Linked DNA regions of Oryctolagus cuniculus: region 2 is linked to region 1. Evidence: chromatin contacts called from public Micro-C data. All regions are on one chromosome and are shown on one strand. The core of a region is the stretch at or near the end of the contact, and the rest is flanking DNA. Distances in the headings are between cores, read along the strand shown. Region 1 overlaps ATP6V0A1 (ATPase H+ transporting V0 subunit a1). Region 2 holds the start of ATP6V0A1 (ATPase H+ transporting V0 subunit a1).

Evidence for each region. A called contact is a pair of places that touch in the nucleus more often than the background predicts.
Region 2: a contact with region 1 is called in a Micro-C map of ear pinna, with 2.5 times the contacts expected there. The contact joins the promoter of ATP6V0A1 here to the enhancer-like site in region 1. A contact is called at or near these places in 3 of 6 Hi-C or Micro-C datasets (ear pinna, embryonic fibroblasts and psoas muscle).

The regions. Positions count from the first base shown.
Region 1 is chr17:20,343,952-20,351,210 of mOryCun1.1, forward strand. ATP6V0A1 (ATPase H+ transporting V0 subunit a1) reads right to left here. Exons shown (of 22, transcript XM_051824974.2): 18 at 6,146-6,253; 19 at 5,321-5,338; 20 at 2,372-2,489; 21 at 1,994-2,165. Among named protein-coding and RNA genes, the nearest start is that of NAGLU, 15 kb to the left of the region's middle. Within about 2 kb of position 2,725, at least 2 of the 8 cell types and tissues checked have an H3K27ac peak or open chromatin away from gene starts, as enhancers often do. A contact at or near this core is called in ear pinna, where this site is marked.
Region 2 is chr17:20,391,258-20,398,706 of mOryCun1.1, forward strand. ATP6V0A1 (ATPase H+ transporting V0 subunit a1) reads right to left here and starts at 4,311. Exons shown (of 22, transcript XM_051824974.2): 1 at 4,287-4,311; 2 at 1,756-1,917. The coding sequence starts at 1,872. It overlaps LOC103351575 (a long non-coding RNA gene), which reads left to right and starts at 4,013. Exons shown (of 3, transcript XR_007911347.2): 1 at 4,013-4,373; 2 at 4,839-4,907.

The sequences.
Region 1 (7,259 bases), core at 1,475-3,974:
CAGAGCGGTACAGAGGCCGATTTTATCCACTCCTTTTCGGATGGTGGGCAAGATGCCCCCAACATGCCACAGGTGACCGCCCCTCCCCATGGGATCTCTAATGGCACACAAAAGGGCCACAGATTCTCCTCTTCCACCCAGTTCCCTACGACCAAATACAATTTAAGCAATTCCCGTGGGGTGAGCCTGTTTCCACAACCAAACCCGAGGGGCATTCTGATGCCCTACAGGCCTCCCTTGGGGTCACCCCTCTGCAGGCACGAGCCATCCTTGTACACCTGCTGACAGCGGCCAGGGCGCTGGCCCGGACACCAGGTGTGTGACAATTTCCTATTTACCATCAGACCCCTTGTCCGTGACGCCACCCTCTCCTGCTCAGAACCACTTGCCCAGTGCGGTGGAGCTGGGAGCTCCAGCCCAGGCGAGCCGGTCTGGAGGCTTACCCTGCCGTCACTCAGCACCTCCCGCGCCCCTCCAGCAGGCTGTGGGACACCACCACCGGAGGGCACGGGTGAGCTGAGGGGAGTTCTCAACACACACTGCTCCCACGCTGCCTGCACTCACCATGGAGGGGAGGCCGTGCCCGCCTCATGTCCGACAGCTCCCCACACCTCCCACGGGCTGCAGCGAAGGTGGGGTGCTCACTGCCCCCTCCATCCAGGGCTCAGCAGGCAAAGTGGACGGGGTGGCAGGGGGCCAACTGGGCAAGGAAAAGTCACCAGCACTGGCTCCCCGGCAGCCCCTCACCCAAGCACGAAGGGAGTGTGCTGGGGTCAGCGGGCTGATGAGCTGGGAACAGGGTCTGGGCAGCGCTCTGAGCACACAGCTCTCCTGACCCCCCGACCTCCTGGTTCCACCGTCAACAGAGCCGGGCCGGGGGCCGGGGGCAGGGGGCAGGGGGCAGGGGGCAGGCAGGTGGAGGCTGCGAGCAGGAGAGCCGGCCCGAGGAAGCTGCTTGGATGGGAGCTGTGTCTTGGCCCGCATGCGCCTCGCTTCTCCCCCGGGAATTTACCACCAACAGTGGAATCTCTGAGGAGGCTCAGCTGCGACCCAGCCAGGACGACAATCCAGGGCGGGGGAGGGGCCAAGGCCCTGGTGAGCTCAGGGAGACTCTCAGAGGTCACCAAGACCACAGGCCACCCACGCGGGGTCCCACAGACTCGTGCAACACTAGGGGTGAGGGAGTCCTCCTCCTCCGGGTACAGGGCCCAGAGCGTCTGGACACCGGGGTTTGAGACCCCCGCAAGAGGGAGAGTCCCAACATAAAGGGGGAAGCGGCACCCAGCAGGCAGCCCGGGCTCAGGGCGCGTACTACAAGAATGTTCACTGTGGGTCTGAAACTCAAACTTCACTGAGTGCCCTGTACTTTTATTTGCTAAACCTGACAACCCAAGTTTAAGATCACGGTCACAGCGCGGTGAGATGCAGCTCTCCCACCCGGCTCTCTCCAAGCAGAGCGTTCGAGAGGCACACACGGCATTAGGGAGCAAACAGGACAGCCCCCAGCCTGCCCTGCCGGAGGAGCTGTGTCAGTGCGCCCAGCTGTGTGCTGAGGGACCAGGAATCGCCTCCCTGCCAGGGCACAGCCAGGGGCCTGACCAAAGAGCATGGGGCGGAACAGAGCGGGCGCCTTCCTGGGCTTCGGAGTCTGTGCGAGACCACTTTCACTACTCTCCAGACAGGGCACTGACACGCCAGAACAGAACAAAAACAAGAAGCCTCAAACAAAAACCACAAAACCTCGGCAGCTCTTGCAAGCCACAGTACAGGGCACCGAAGAATGCTGCAGACAGGAGGGGACCTGAGGACACTCACCAGGGGCCTCTCCCGGGAAGCTTCGAGCCAAAAGCGGAGATCCTCTGGCCGCACGGCAGGTGCCAGGCGCTGCCGTGAGCGCTGAGGAAGCAGCTCACACTCCCCGGGAGGCACTCGGGCTGCCGTGCAGCACTAGGGGTCCCCCCCCGCCGCCACCCTGGGCCCCGCTGTCTCTCACCAGTGCAGCCGCAGGGCGTGGAGGAAGGCTGAGAGGCCCTCCATGATCAGCAGGATGGCCACGGTCAGGGTGGCAAAGGCGGTGAAGATGAAGAAGAGCGCTAAACCTCCTGCCAGGCTCTTCACCCTCAGGCCCATGTGGATCACCATGGTCCAAAGCACCTCAGACAGCTCTGGGACAGGAAGACACAGCACCCTGGTCACTTGGGGCTGCCCCGCCATGCCTCCCCCGGGGCGCTCCCTGTCGCCCTGGTGGGACCACCGCACACAGTGCGGACCTTCCCGCCTGCACTCCTTCTCTCTGGAGTCCAGAACCAGAACCTCCGGGTCATCCCCGCTGCGGGAGACCGCGGGCACGCGTGGAGAGGAGGACACTCACGTGCATGAGCAAGGCTGAGGGCCCAGAGCCGCAGGTAGGAGGCGGTGTTGGAGATGCAGCCCAGGCAGTACTCGATGGTATGGATAGCCTGGTGGACCATGGTGTCCCCAAAGTCAAACTGTCGCGGAAGAAACCAGACGGAAGACATCAGATGGAGGGGAGGGTGCAGGAGTGCAGAGCTGTGGCTGCTTCACGGAGAGCCTGGCCCAGGCAGGGCCTGCCCTCTCACCGCTGCCTCTCCATGCCTGGGCCAATGCCAGCGCTGCCTCCCTGGAGATCCCGACACCCCCCACCTGAAGGAGATTCTTCTCAACGCATTCGGAGTTCCTCCCTGCTGGGCTCGGGCTTGAGTCAAGAGCACGCAGCTGGGAGGGCGAGTCAGCCCCTGGGACAGCAAGGACCGCCGTGGACCTGGTTTGGGGCTGGGGAGGAGAGCAGCCCTGCTGGGAACAAGTCCCCCAGCCTCAGCCAGAAGCCGCCCTCCAGAGCCCTTCACTTCCTGCATTACAGCCTCCGGAGCCAGGGGGCCTCCTCTCCCTTCTGCGACCTCTGAGATGGCACAGGGAAATCCAGACAGAGTCCACGCTCCCACGTCACAGCGGAGGCGGCCAGATGGTGTCTCCTCTGCCTTTTGCTGTTTTCCTCTCATACCAACAACGATTTCCAGACTAAAGTGGAGCAAGGGAACGAGCTGTCCAAGCATAGCTGGGGTGCATGGGGAACGTTCTAGAAGCCTCAGATGCTTTTCCTGGCCTCTTGCTCTCAACAGCCCACTAAAGACCAGGGGGTGAACTCTGTCCTAGGGCTCATCCAGAGCCCCGCTCAGAATCCGCAGTCGGCCAGGCCCTCACACCAGGGCCTCCTGCTCACCAGTTTAAGACTCTGGCAAGGCCTTGGACGTCACCCAGATGAGGCCACACCTATGACGGCTGTCTCGGCCAGACTCCAGCCTCACCCCTCCCCAGTCTCCAGAGCCCTGGCTCTGTGCTCCAGCTAAGCTGAACTCCTGTTTACCTCTGCCCACCCCATAGGTCCTTGGCTGCAGAAGCTTCCCACACTGGCTGGCGAGGTCACCCCGCCCTCTACACACCGAGCTTAGGGTAACTCCCCCAGGGAGTGGGAATCCTTTCCCTATCTCCCCTGCCCCAGCCCCACCCAGTGTTTTCAGGTCCCCCTCTGTGCTCCCACAGTACCCTGGGCACACATCTACCATGGTACCTGTCACCCAAGACTCTCTCCCCACCGTCTGGGAGGTCCTCGAAGGCAAGAGCTATATTTTTCATCTTTCAGTTTCTAAACACAGTGCTTGACACACACAGGGCGAAGGATGCAGGGACAGGGGTGAAGGCCTGGTGGGAAGACACAGTGGGAGACACAGGTGCCGCTGACCCTTGCCGCATGGTTAGAACCTTTGAGGATTTCCCAGGTAACAACTGGCCTGGCCCTGGTTTGCAGCTGGACTGAATGTCCCCACCCTGGAAGAGGGACAAACACCTCCACCAGGCTCAAACGATGGCCTGCGTGGGACAATTTTCATAGCCAAGTCAGGCGGGTAAATTTTAGAAGTAGGCTGGACTTTTAAAAAGAACGTGTTTTGTTTGAAAACACCAGATAACTGCTTTGGTTATTTCAGTTTGGCTGTAGAGAACTCGTCTGATAAAAATGTTGATTACTGAGGAAGCCAAGGGAGACTGCGTCCCTGAGTGAGGTGGGTGGCTGGAGACCGGGGAGGCCAAATTAGAGGCCATCTTCCTTGGATGTGCAACCCCCCCGGGCCTGGGTGCCAAAGAGGACACTGGACAGGTCAGGTGGCTGGATCGCTCAACAGTGACTAGGGCTTTGGGTGCATGGTCTGGAAGGCCATTTAGAAAGCAGCATTGCTGGAGGTGGTGATGCTGGGAGATGCCAGAGCTCCCCGAAGCGTGCCAGGCAGCTCAGCCAGCGACTGCACCCGTGAGCAGGCCGGGAACATGTATGCCAGCCACGGAGCCTCTCCAAACCACAGGAAGACCAGGCACTGCCTGCTGTTACCCCAACAGCAAAGCTTTTCCCGGTCCCATCCCCACACCCCCTCAGAGAGGACCATGGGAGGCAGGAAAGGGAGGGGCATTATTGCTCACAGGTGCAGGTATCTTAGAGAGACATTTTGGGGGAAGATGCAAACAGTGCAGCAAGGTCTTAACAACAACAACAACAAAAGACAAAAAAAAAAAAAGAAACTAATTCAAAATGTGTGTGTTGCTCAAGGAGTCACTGCTGGGAGAGGCCTTCTGCTCTGGGTGTGGCTGAGTGCTGAGGCAACCTCCTTTCCATCCTCTGTCACTCCCACGCGTGGCTGACACAATGAGCTCCTTTTGCAGATGGCTTGGTTCTTCTGGGACACCCCAGAGGCAAAGGTGCCTTGTGAAGGCCTCCCAGTTCTCAGCTAGGCCACAGGGTGGCAGGGCTGACCCCAGGCCAGGGCCAGGGCTCCTCACTGGAAGCATGGTCAAGCTGCTGAGGGCAGCGGGAAGAGGCAGCCGCATCTCAGGGAGGAAGGGCAAGCTCCGCTCAGAAGCACTCAGGAGCGGGGAGGAAACAGGTACCCCCGTGGCCGAGCAACCACAACACCATGGAGAGGAAGGCACAGGCCAACGGAATGTAAGCCCCAGGGAGCACTTCAAGAATGCCACTGCGGACATTACTTGCACCTCTGTCAAAGCCATTCTCAGAGGTATCAGATCAGCAAAGTCAATGACACAGACAGAGGTGACCGACACAAGACGCAGTTAATGGAGGTGAGCTTTCTCGGAACACAGGCTCATGGACTGGTTAGAAATGGCCACTGGGATGAAGGATGCGCGGTGTCATGTGTGGCCCCGGGGTGCAGCAGGGTCAGCAGAGTGATCACAAGGACAGGAAGAGAGAAGCCCCAGATACACAGGAAGGCAAAGCTGGCTGTTGTCTTACCACCTCGTCCTCGGCAGGCTTGAAAACACAAATGCACACTTAGTGGGGAGCCACGGCACACAGAGGTCACAAGCTAGGCGCACAAGGTGACCGACTGTTTCTGGGGGAGGCCTGTCGGTGCTGACCAGGGCTCCTGGGTAGGAGGGCCATCTCCGCAGGTCACACGCACAGGGAGAGCAGCCGGCACTTAGAGCGGTAAGACGCATGTTTTCAAAAGGCACCCAATCCTTGCCATTTCTTTTGTAAAAAATCACACATAGTGAAAGCGGCCAGACCGACTTAAAAGTCTAACCTGTGTCCTCAACTCCTCCCCCTCGACCTGTCCAAAAAAAGGCTCTAATGAACAGGTGAGACTCCATGGTGCATTAGTTCTGCTCTGAGGTTGTGTGCTACCAGTGGTCAGGCCAGGAAGAGTGGATTTTAAAAAGCTGGGCTTGGAGGTGCCTAGCCTGGCCTGATTCCTTTTTATTGCTCCTGTAAAGAGTAGGTAAAGGCCCACACACAGGGTGGGGCCTGAGAAGTGCCAGTGGCTGTGGCTGGGAAGCAGTGCCACTGGAGCGACCCCCAGAAGGATCCAGGGGTGAAGAGAGAAGCCATGCGGAGTGGCCGGGTTTCTGGAGCAAGAGCTGGAATATGGGGGCCTGCTCTGCATGGGACCGAAGAGGCAGGCCTGCTGGGTGCTGCAGCACCGTGGGCTCTGAGCCTGGAAAACACTGTGGTGCCCTAAGAGGCCCAGAAGGCAGGGCTGAAGCAAGCCCCTCAGCTGCACGAGACGAGGGCCAACCCGAGGTGGAGGGAGAGGAAGCCCACAGCACAGGATCTTACCTCTTCCGCGTCCTCTGAGTGGGTGGAGAGCTGGTCATGCTGAATAATCTCAGCATCCTCCTCTGTGGGTCCATTGCCCACCCTGATCCCACCAAAGTTGAGAGTTCCCTACACAGATGAACAGAAAGAGTAGAATTTGCCTGGGCTTTAGTGTGCTATTCTGTGAGGTGGAGAAGGGCGATGGTTAGTACATACAAACCTCAGAGAGGCATAGATTCCAACAACCACACAGAACCCACAACTGCTCCTGCCCCAGCCACCACCTCCCCAGTCCCAGGCCCAGCCCCCCACACCCCAAACCTACATTTACCACTTCATCGTGTGCACCAAGAGTGGCACCAATGTGGCCTTGGTCACTGCTAACTGGAAATCCTGCTTGAATGAAAAGCTTAATATGAACAGACTCCGGTAACAAGTGCAGCTCTACCTGTGAAGCCTAAGCTTTTGGGAACAAAAGATCAGACTGTCTAAGAGGGACCTTGGTCTGATAAACTTGCAGCAGGAGCCGAGGAAATGCACAGCGTCTCAGTCCAGGAACAAGGGACCTTCTAGGTCAAGGAAAAGAAAAAGCTTAGTAGATACGTGTTTGTGGCTTGAGGACACTGAGTGAAAAAGCAAACAAAAGGAGGCCCTTTCCCTCCCTGAGGCAGACTGGGGTGAAGGAGCCCCTCAAAAGGGGCGTGGTGCTGACTGCTGGGTGGCTCTCCAGCCTCACAGGTGCAGTCTTCATAAGCAGGATTTTAAAGTCAATTTGATGCAAAAAACATAAGTTTATGGAGGCAAAAGGACTCTTTGGGGACAAAAACTAGGCAGAACTGGACAAGGCCTGACAGGTCCTGACAGCTGCCGACCTACCACAGAGCAAAGGGACAAGAGCAGCTGCCCCAGCACCCCTTTCTCTCCAGAGAGCAGACCAGGAGCTGGCGGATCGCTCCCCTGCACGACGGCCTTTGGGACAGCAGCACGTCATGCAGGCAGGCTTGGTTGCCTGTATGGCATCCCCAGCCTCAGCTTCACATTTTGGGGTACACCTCCTACCATGGCTTCCACCCCGGGCCACGGACCAGCTCAGACCTCAGGGTTTGCCCAAATGCTGCCTCTTCTAGCAGAGGTC
Region 2 (7,449 bases), core at 3,061-5,560, 49 kb after region 1:
TTGGATTGTCTAATTGTTTCCTCATTATTTGATTTAAATAATTTTTTCTGCTTGTCTTTTGCTGTCAGCTTATGTAGCTGTTATTATGCTTTCTTGTAATCGATTTGCTTTTTTTAAAGAAAGGATTTACTTATTTATTTGAAAGGCAGAATTACAGAGAGACAGAGGCAGAAACAGAGGTCTTCCATCTGCTGGTTCACTCCCCAGTTGGCCGAAACAGCTGGAGCTGTGTAGATCCGAAGCCAGGAGCCAGAAGCTTCTTCCAGGTCTCCCATGCAGGTCCTGGGACCCAAGGACTTGGGCCATCTTCTTTTTTTTTTCTTTTTTGACAGGCAGAGTGGACAGTGAGAGAGAGAGAGAGGGAGAGAGAAAGGTCTTCCTTTGCCGTTGGTTCACCCTCCAATGGCTGCCGGCGGCCGGCGCACCGCGCTGATCCAATGGCAGGAGCCAGGAGCCAGGTGCTTCTCCTGGTCTCCCATGGGGTGCAGGGCCCAAGCACTTGGGCCATCCTCCACTGCACTCCCTGGCCACAGCAGAGAGCTGGCCTGGAAGAGGGGCAACCAGGACAGAATCCGGCGCCCCGACCGGGACTAGAACCCGGTGTGCCGGCGCCGCTAGGCGGAGGATTAACCTAGTGAGCCACGGCGCCGGCCTTGGGCCATCTTCTACTGCTTTCCCAGGCCATAGCAGAGAGCTGGATTGGAAGTGGAGCAGCCGGGACTTGAACTGGCATCCGTATGGGATGCTGGCACTGCAGACAGCGGTTTTACTAGCTACGCCACAACGCCGGCCCCAACACAATGAATTTTCCCAAAGATAAGCAAAGTATTCCGGGGGAAGAACATCTGAAGAGGGAAGTTACAAAATGGCTGATGAGAATGAGGAGCAAGACCAGTCATGGGACTGCATTTGTGCAATTGTGGCTCTGACCACGGAGTTCCTGAAAGCCTGCAATTCCTAGACGCCTAGGCTGATGACCCCTCCCTTCAGCATCACTGCCCTTCCATCCATCCATTCATCCCAACAAATCCTGACTGACGGCCCTGTACGTGAGCACCAAAGATACATAACCAGCAAAATCAGAGACTGTCCCGTCTTCCGGGTGCTTAGATCACAGGGGAAGAGGGACTTCAATTAACGTGAAGTTGCAACCATGAGAAATGCTATCTATGCAGGAGAAGTGCACGGAGCTTTGAGCCTGCACAACAGGGGGCTGCCAGTCAGGACGCTGCAGGGCTGTGAGCTGCCTCCTCCTTTCAGCACCACATACTGGGACTTACTTATCAGACCGTAAGCTCCATGGGGCACACTGTTTTACTCGTAGACTGTCTGTTTTCTTTCAATATCTTCTTCCACCGTCCAGCAAAATGCTCCAAAATAATGGCTATTTGGTATCTGCTTATATAATACATATCTGTAGCTGGATGCTTCAGATTATGAAAAAAAAAAAAAGTCCTAAACTACAACAATCTTTGCAAATACCCAACGGGCAGTGCTGGGTGTCAAGGAGGAAGAGAAAGCCCGGAGCAGGTCAACCCGGCAGCCTCCTCGGGCCCGAGCGCCAGGAAGGTTCTCAGGGGCAGAGCGGGAAAACGCACACAGGACCGGCACAGACACGCTCACCCTGGAGTGCAGCAGCCACTGCTCTGTTATTATCTCTGCAAATAAAGACCGTGACACTCGTCACAAGGCCGTCACCCAGGACAAGCAAAGTCAGAGCGCAGCGGGAATCGCGAAGCAGCCACAAGCACTTACGTCACGGAACTGGACCTTGCCGAGCTCCCCCAGCTCACTGACGCAGCAGTAGGCAGCTTCTGACTGCAGAAAGAGCTGGGCCAGCGTCATCTCCTCGCTCCGGAAGAGCTCCCCCATGGTGGCAGACGGCACCGCTCCGGAGGCTCAGCGTGTCTCTCCAACCTGAAGCAAACGAGAAAACGACACAGTTTGCAAATGACCGAGAGGGCTGCGCAAACAGCACTCCAGCAAGAGGCTCTCCTTCGGCATTTCAGCTCTTCCACCCCACGCTGACAGATCTTTAGCAACTGTTTTGACAACCTGCTCAGGAAAACGGAGAAGAGAAATCGTGTGCTTCTGTTTTGGCAAAGGCAGTTACTGAATCTTGTCCTGCTGAGTGCAGATAAAAGTCATTTCCTTTGCAGTCAACATCAAGATCAACTGACAATGTTTTTGGACAACTCAATAACAATGTACAGAGATTAAAGACAGGGACCGGGAACCCAAACAGCTCCTTCAACACCCCTGGACACAGTGTGAATATCACTGCCCAGTCTTATTTGCTTGTACAGGAAACAAACAGAAGAGACCTTGATCACTCTCCCATAAAATCTGGCCAGGAACCGGTTTTCTCCTTCCATCAAAGTCCCAGCACTCCCTACAGCTATCACCACATTAAAGGGCTTCAGTCTCCTGACTGCTCAGAAAACACCACCACCCTCACCCACAGCTGTGGAATCCAATAAATAACCATTATCTTAAAAAAGGAACCAGCCCTGAATGAGACTCAATTTCAAGGCAAGCCTGCCAGGAACACATTGATAATGACAAAGCAGTTTTATGAAGGCAGAGAAAATGAGCCTTCCACCCGCGCAGCTTTCTGCTTTGTTTGTCAACCCCATCTTCTGGATCAACTGCATTCTTCCATCTGTCCAGTCTTCTCAAGCGCGAGCCCACACACATTTCATCGGCGTCTTACTGTTGCCGGTAGGAAAGGCGACTGGCGCTATCAGTGGTCCTGAAACGCAATTATTTATTCTCAATCACCTGCTGCAAGGCGCAGCCTGCACAGGATCTAGACTCAGCGAAACGCACACCACTTCGAGCATCACAAGGCTGCCTGCATTCAATATTCGCAGGGCAGACTGACATCGAAGGGAGATTTGCTACTCTGGAAGGTTGGGAGACATCTTGAGACATCCCTACGGCAAAACCTTTGTGCAAATGATGTTCAAGGCTGCAAAACAACAAGCTCAGAGGGAAGCGAGAATTTCTCCAGAGATTGGTGGCTTGGTCTCTAAGCCTGTGTGCACCTGATTCATCCGAACCAGCTGTTAGCAGCCTCACCACCACCTTCACCAAGTGTAGACTCCACACCTCAAAACACACCCGACAGCAAGCCGTGGCAGCACCACCAGGGCGGACGATGACAGCCTGCTACAAGCGCGCTCCCCGCCCCCAGGCTTTAATAACCAGGTCTCCCCAGAACATCTCTAGCCCACTGGAGCCAGACAGACAACCAAGCCACAGCGGTGCTGGAAGGGTCACAACGCGAAACCTGAAGAAACAGCACGTCCACAAAAGATGGGGCGGAACGCAGCGCCCCCACCCCGGCGCCCAGCCTCCAGGAATCCGCCATCCAGCCCTGGCCTCCCACCTGGGAATTATTCACCTGCTTACTTCCTGTCCACCCAGTGAGCCAGCAGGAATTCTCGGGACCCAGGCACCCCTCCCTCTTTGGACCGGGGGCGGGGAGAGGGGGCGGAAAAAAAGGGAAGGGATAGCCCCAAATCGGAGGCCCTCTCAAAAGCCCCCAGAATTCTTCTGCCCACCCAATAACCTTCCGCTTTCCCCTTAAACGGGGAAACGACCTAGGGCCTCCACAGAGCAGTGAGTCTCTGGTTCTTCTGCCCATAGTCCGGGTGCCCAAGAGGAGGCGAACCCCTATTTTTTCCCGAAGATTATAAGACCCCTGCTAATTCCTTTAACAAGCAACGGGGCTACCAGGATTTCCTGAGTCCCTCGAAGCCCGCTCCCTGCCGAGCCGTATCTACATCCCCCACTCACCTCCAGCAGCCGGCCCTGACGCCGCCACAGAAGCCGCCGCAGCCAAACCCGCAGCCTCAGCGGCTCCGGGCAGAAGCGCCTCGACGTGCGTGCGTCACCAGGGGCCCGCCCCCGCGGCGCCGCCGGGGCCCGCCCCCACGATGATCTCATCGCAGTCGACCAATGACGTGCAGCCTCGCCTGGGCGGCCGCAGCGCTCCACTGCGGGCCGCGGGCGAGACCCGGCGTGCTGCCGCCATCTTGGCCTCTGTGCTGTGACTCCGCGGCGGAGCAGGGAGGGGTTGGGGGCGTGGGGCTGGCCGTGCAGGTGCTTAGCGTTTGAGTTCCTGAGCCCTTCAGAGCCCCTGCTCCCTAAGCTTTATCTTGTGGGCAAGGTTAACTTTTTTTGTTTATTTTCATACCGTGGGAACGCCCAGCCATTTCTCCCGGAGAAGTAGCAGGGAGAAAGGGGAGACACCTGGAGGAATGCCGGGCCCTCCTCCATACCTTTCCCTGATTTTACGGATGACAATGCTTGAGCCCCAAACGGAGAGACTTGTTCCGGTAGATCCCGAGAAGCCAGTCTTTAACAACGTGCGTGTTTCGTTCCTTCTAGCAACTGCCCCGGGTCTGTTTTTCTGCAAATGACAGGAAAACCCTGTATGACCAGAGGTTACAGAAATACAATGTTTCTCTTGCTTCGTATATAATACCTGTGGTCCATCTGACCACTGAAGGGTTTTCAGTTCCTCAAATTTAGTATTAGAATAACAAATTTTGTAGCGCCAAAGTGATGCCTGTTATTTTTAAGCCGCCTTTATCAAATACTGACATTGATTCCCTTGTATTGCCTTAAAAAAATGAGTAGGGCATCCCAGGTCGATGGTTATAACCAGAACCATATCAGGAAAAACCTGTTGGTTTGTCTCTGTGGGTGGTGGAACCCCACTGAGATTCAAGGGCAATGAGAAATGTCAGGTTAAAAAACCCCCGGATGCTAATTAAATTTTGCTACCTGGAAAAAAAAAATTACCAGTCCTGCTCTGCTGTCTGTCTCAGGTCTAAATTCTTGCTTGAAGAGAAGAACCTATGTTACCCATCTCCGCTAACACAGCCAGCCCAAACACAGTAAGTAATGAAGGACCAAAACCGGCATTTTACTTGAATTTGCCTCTCATAGTGCGAGTGAAGATAGAATTTGACTGCCTTGCGGTTTTCTGTAAAAGTAGGATCTTAGCCCCAGACCATACCAACCTTTCTCAGCTTTCTCAGGCACAGCTCAGAGGGACCCATATTTGAAAACCTGCCAAGGTTTATAAAACTGTTACACAGGGGCTGGCACTGTGACATAGCGGGTAAAGCCGCTGCCTGCAGTGCCAGTTTGAGTCCCGGCTGCTCCGCTTCCGATCCAGCTCTCTGCTGTGGTCTGCGAAAGCAGTAGAAGATGTCCCAAGTCCTTGGGCCCCTGCACCCGCCTGGAAGACAAGAAGAAGCTCCTGGCTACTGGCTTTGGATCGGCACAGTTCTGGCCGTTGAGGCCATTTTTGGAGTGAACCAGCTGATAGGAGACTCCCTCTCTCTCCCTCTCCGCCTCTAGGGCTCCGCCTTCCAAATAAATAAATCTAAAAAAAAGAAAAAAGAAAAAGAAAAAAACCCAATGTGTATGATTGTCATTTCCTTCCTTTGAGTCAAAAAAAAATTGACCTCAGAGTCAGCTGCTTGCTAACCACATATTTTCATATTTCACCTTTAAGACAGTCTTTCCTCTGGACTCACTTCAGTTCCTTTGAACTGTGTTCATGGCTTCCTTGAAAGTACACGCTCAAAGCTCCTTTTCTGTCTCGGCTCTGCCTTCAGTCTTTATCCAGTGTCTGTCTGTTTTCCCTCTGTGCTCTCTTCCCTGGCAGCCTTGTCTGTAGTCAGGCTTAAATGTCTACGTGTGGGGCTCGGGTCTACATTCCCACTCACTTTTCTTCTCAAAGGCTTAGAAATGAAATTTCAAATAGCCTTTCAGGCACCAGACACTTGCTGAGGGCCCACTAGGTGCCGGCTGTGGTACTAGATGCTGGAAATGAAAATAAGGGACAGTCTCACTTCCTATGCTAGAGGAAGTGAGAAAGTTCCAGTAGTGTTGGGGACGGTGCTGTGGTATAGCCGGTAAAGCCGCCACCTGCAGTGCTGGCATCCCATGTGGGTGCTGGTTTGAGTCCCGGCTGCTCCATTTCCCATCCAGCTCTCTGCTATGGCCTGGGAAGGCAGTGGAGGATGGCCCAAGTCCTTGGGCCCCTGCACCTGTGTGGGAGACCTGGAAGACGCTCCTGGCTCCTGGCTTTGGATAGGTGCAGCTCTGGCCATTGTGGACATCTGGGGAGTGAACCAGCAGATGGAAGACCTCTCTTCCCCCTCTCCCTCTGCCTCTGCCTCTGTGTAACTATGCCTTTCAGATAAATAAATAAATCTTGGAAAAAAAAAAGTTTCCAATAGTGACAAGACAGAGATGCGTGCGATGGTTACTCCTATAAGCCAGCCTCGTGTCTAGGCACTTTGCAGAGGTGCCCTCATCCTCACAACACTGAGGCAGGTGCTATTATCCTCATGTAGTAGACGGTATAAAACAGAGGCCTATATCCAACAGGATTAAATTTGAAATGCTGCTCTAGAAGTCATTTGCAGTTCCCTATGGGGCTTAGCCAGTAATACAGTTCTGAGTGTCTGAACCGATTTATTTATGATTTTTCAAATATTTATTTGGTGGGGACTGGCATCATGGTACAGTAGTGGCTTAAGCCCCTGCCCATGATGCTGGCATCCCATACTCTGATCCAGGTTCTTGCTGATGCATCTGGGGAGGCCTTGGAAGATGACTCAAATACTTGGGCCCTTGCCACCCACCTGGAAGACCTGGATAGAGTTCCAGGCTCCTGGCTTCCGCCTGGCCCAGCCCCAGCCATTGCAGCCATTTGAGGAGTGAACCAGTGAATGAAAATCTCTTTCTGTCTTTGTCTCTCCTTCTTTCTCTGTCACTGCCTTTCGAATAAGTAAAATAAATCTTTTTGAAAAGTTATTAGTTGAGAGGCATAAGGATAGAAGACCAATAGACAGGCCGGTGCCGTGGCTCACTAAGCTAATCCTCCGCCTAGCGGCGCCGGCACACCGGGTTCTAGTCCTGGTCGGGACGCCGGATTCTGTCCCGGTTGCCCCTCTTCCAGGCCAGCCCTCTGCTGTGGCCAGGGAGTGCAGTGGAGGATGGCCCAGGTGCTTGGGCCCTGCACCCCATGGGAGACCAGGAAAAGCACCTGGCTCCTGGCTCCTGCCATCGGATCAGCGCGGTGCGCCAGCCGCAGCGCACCGGCCGCAGCAGCCATTGGAGGGTGAACCAACGGCAAAGGAAGACCTTTCTCTCTGTCTCTCTCTCTCACTGTCCACTCTGCCTGTCAAAAAAAAAAAAAAAAAAAAAAAAAAAAAACAATAGAGCTCTGTTCTGCTGGTTCACTGCTCCAAGTACCTGCACAGCCAGACATGGGCCAGACCAAAGCCAAGAAGGAGCCTGGAAATCAACCTGGATCTCCAGGGACCCAAGAACTGAGCCATCACCTGCTCCATCCCATAATCCCAGAGTGCACATTCAGAGGAAGCTGAATCCAAATCAGAGCCAGGACTTGAACCCAGG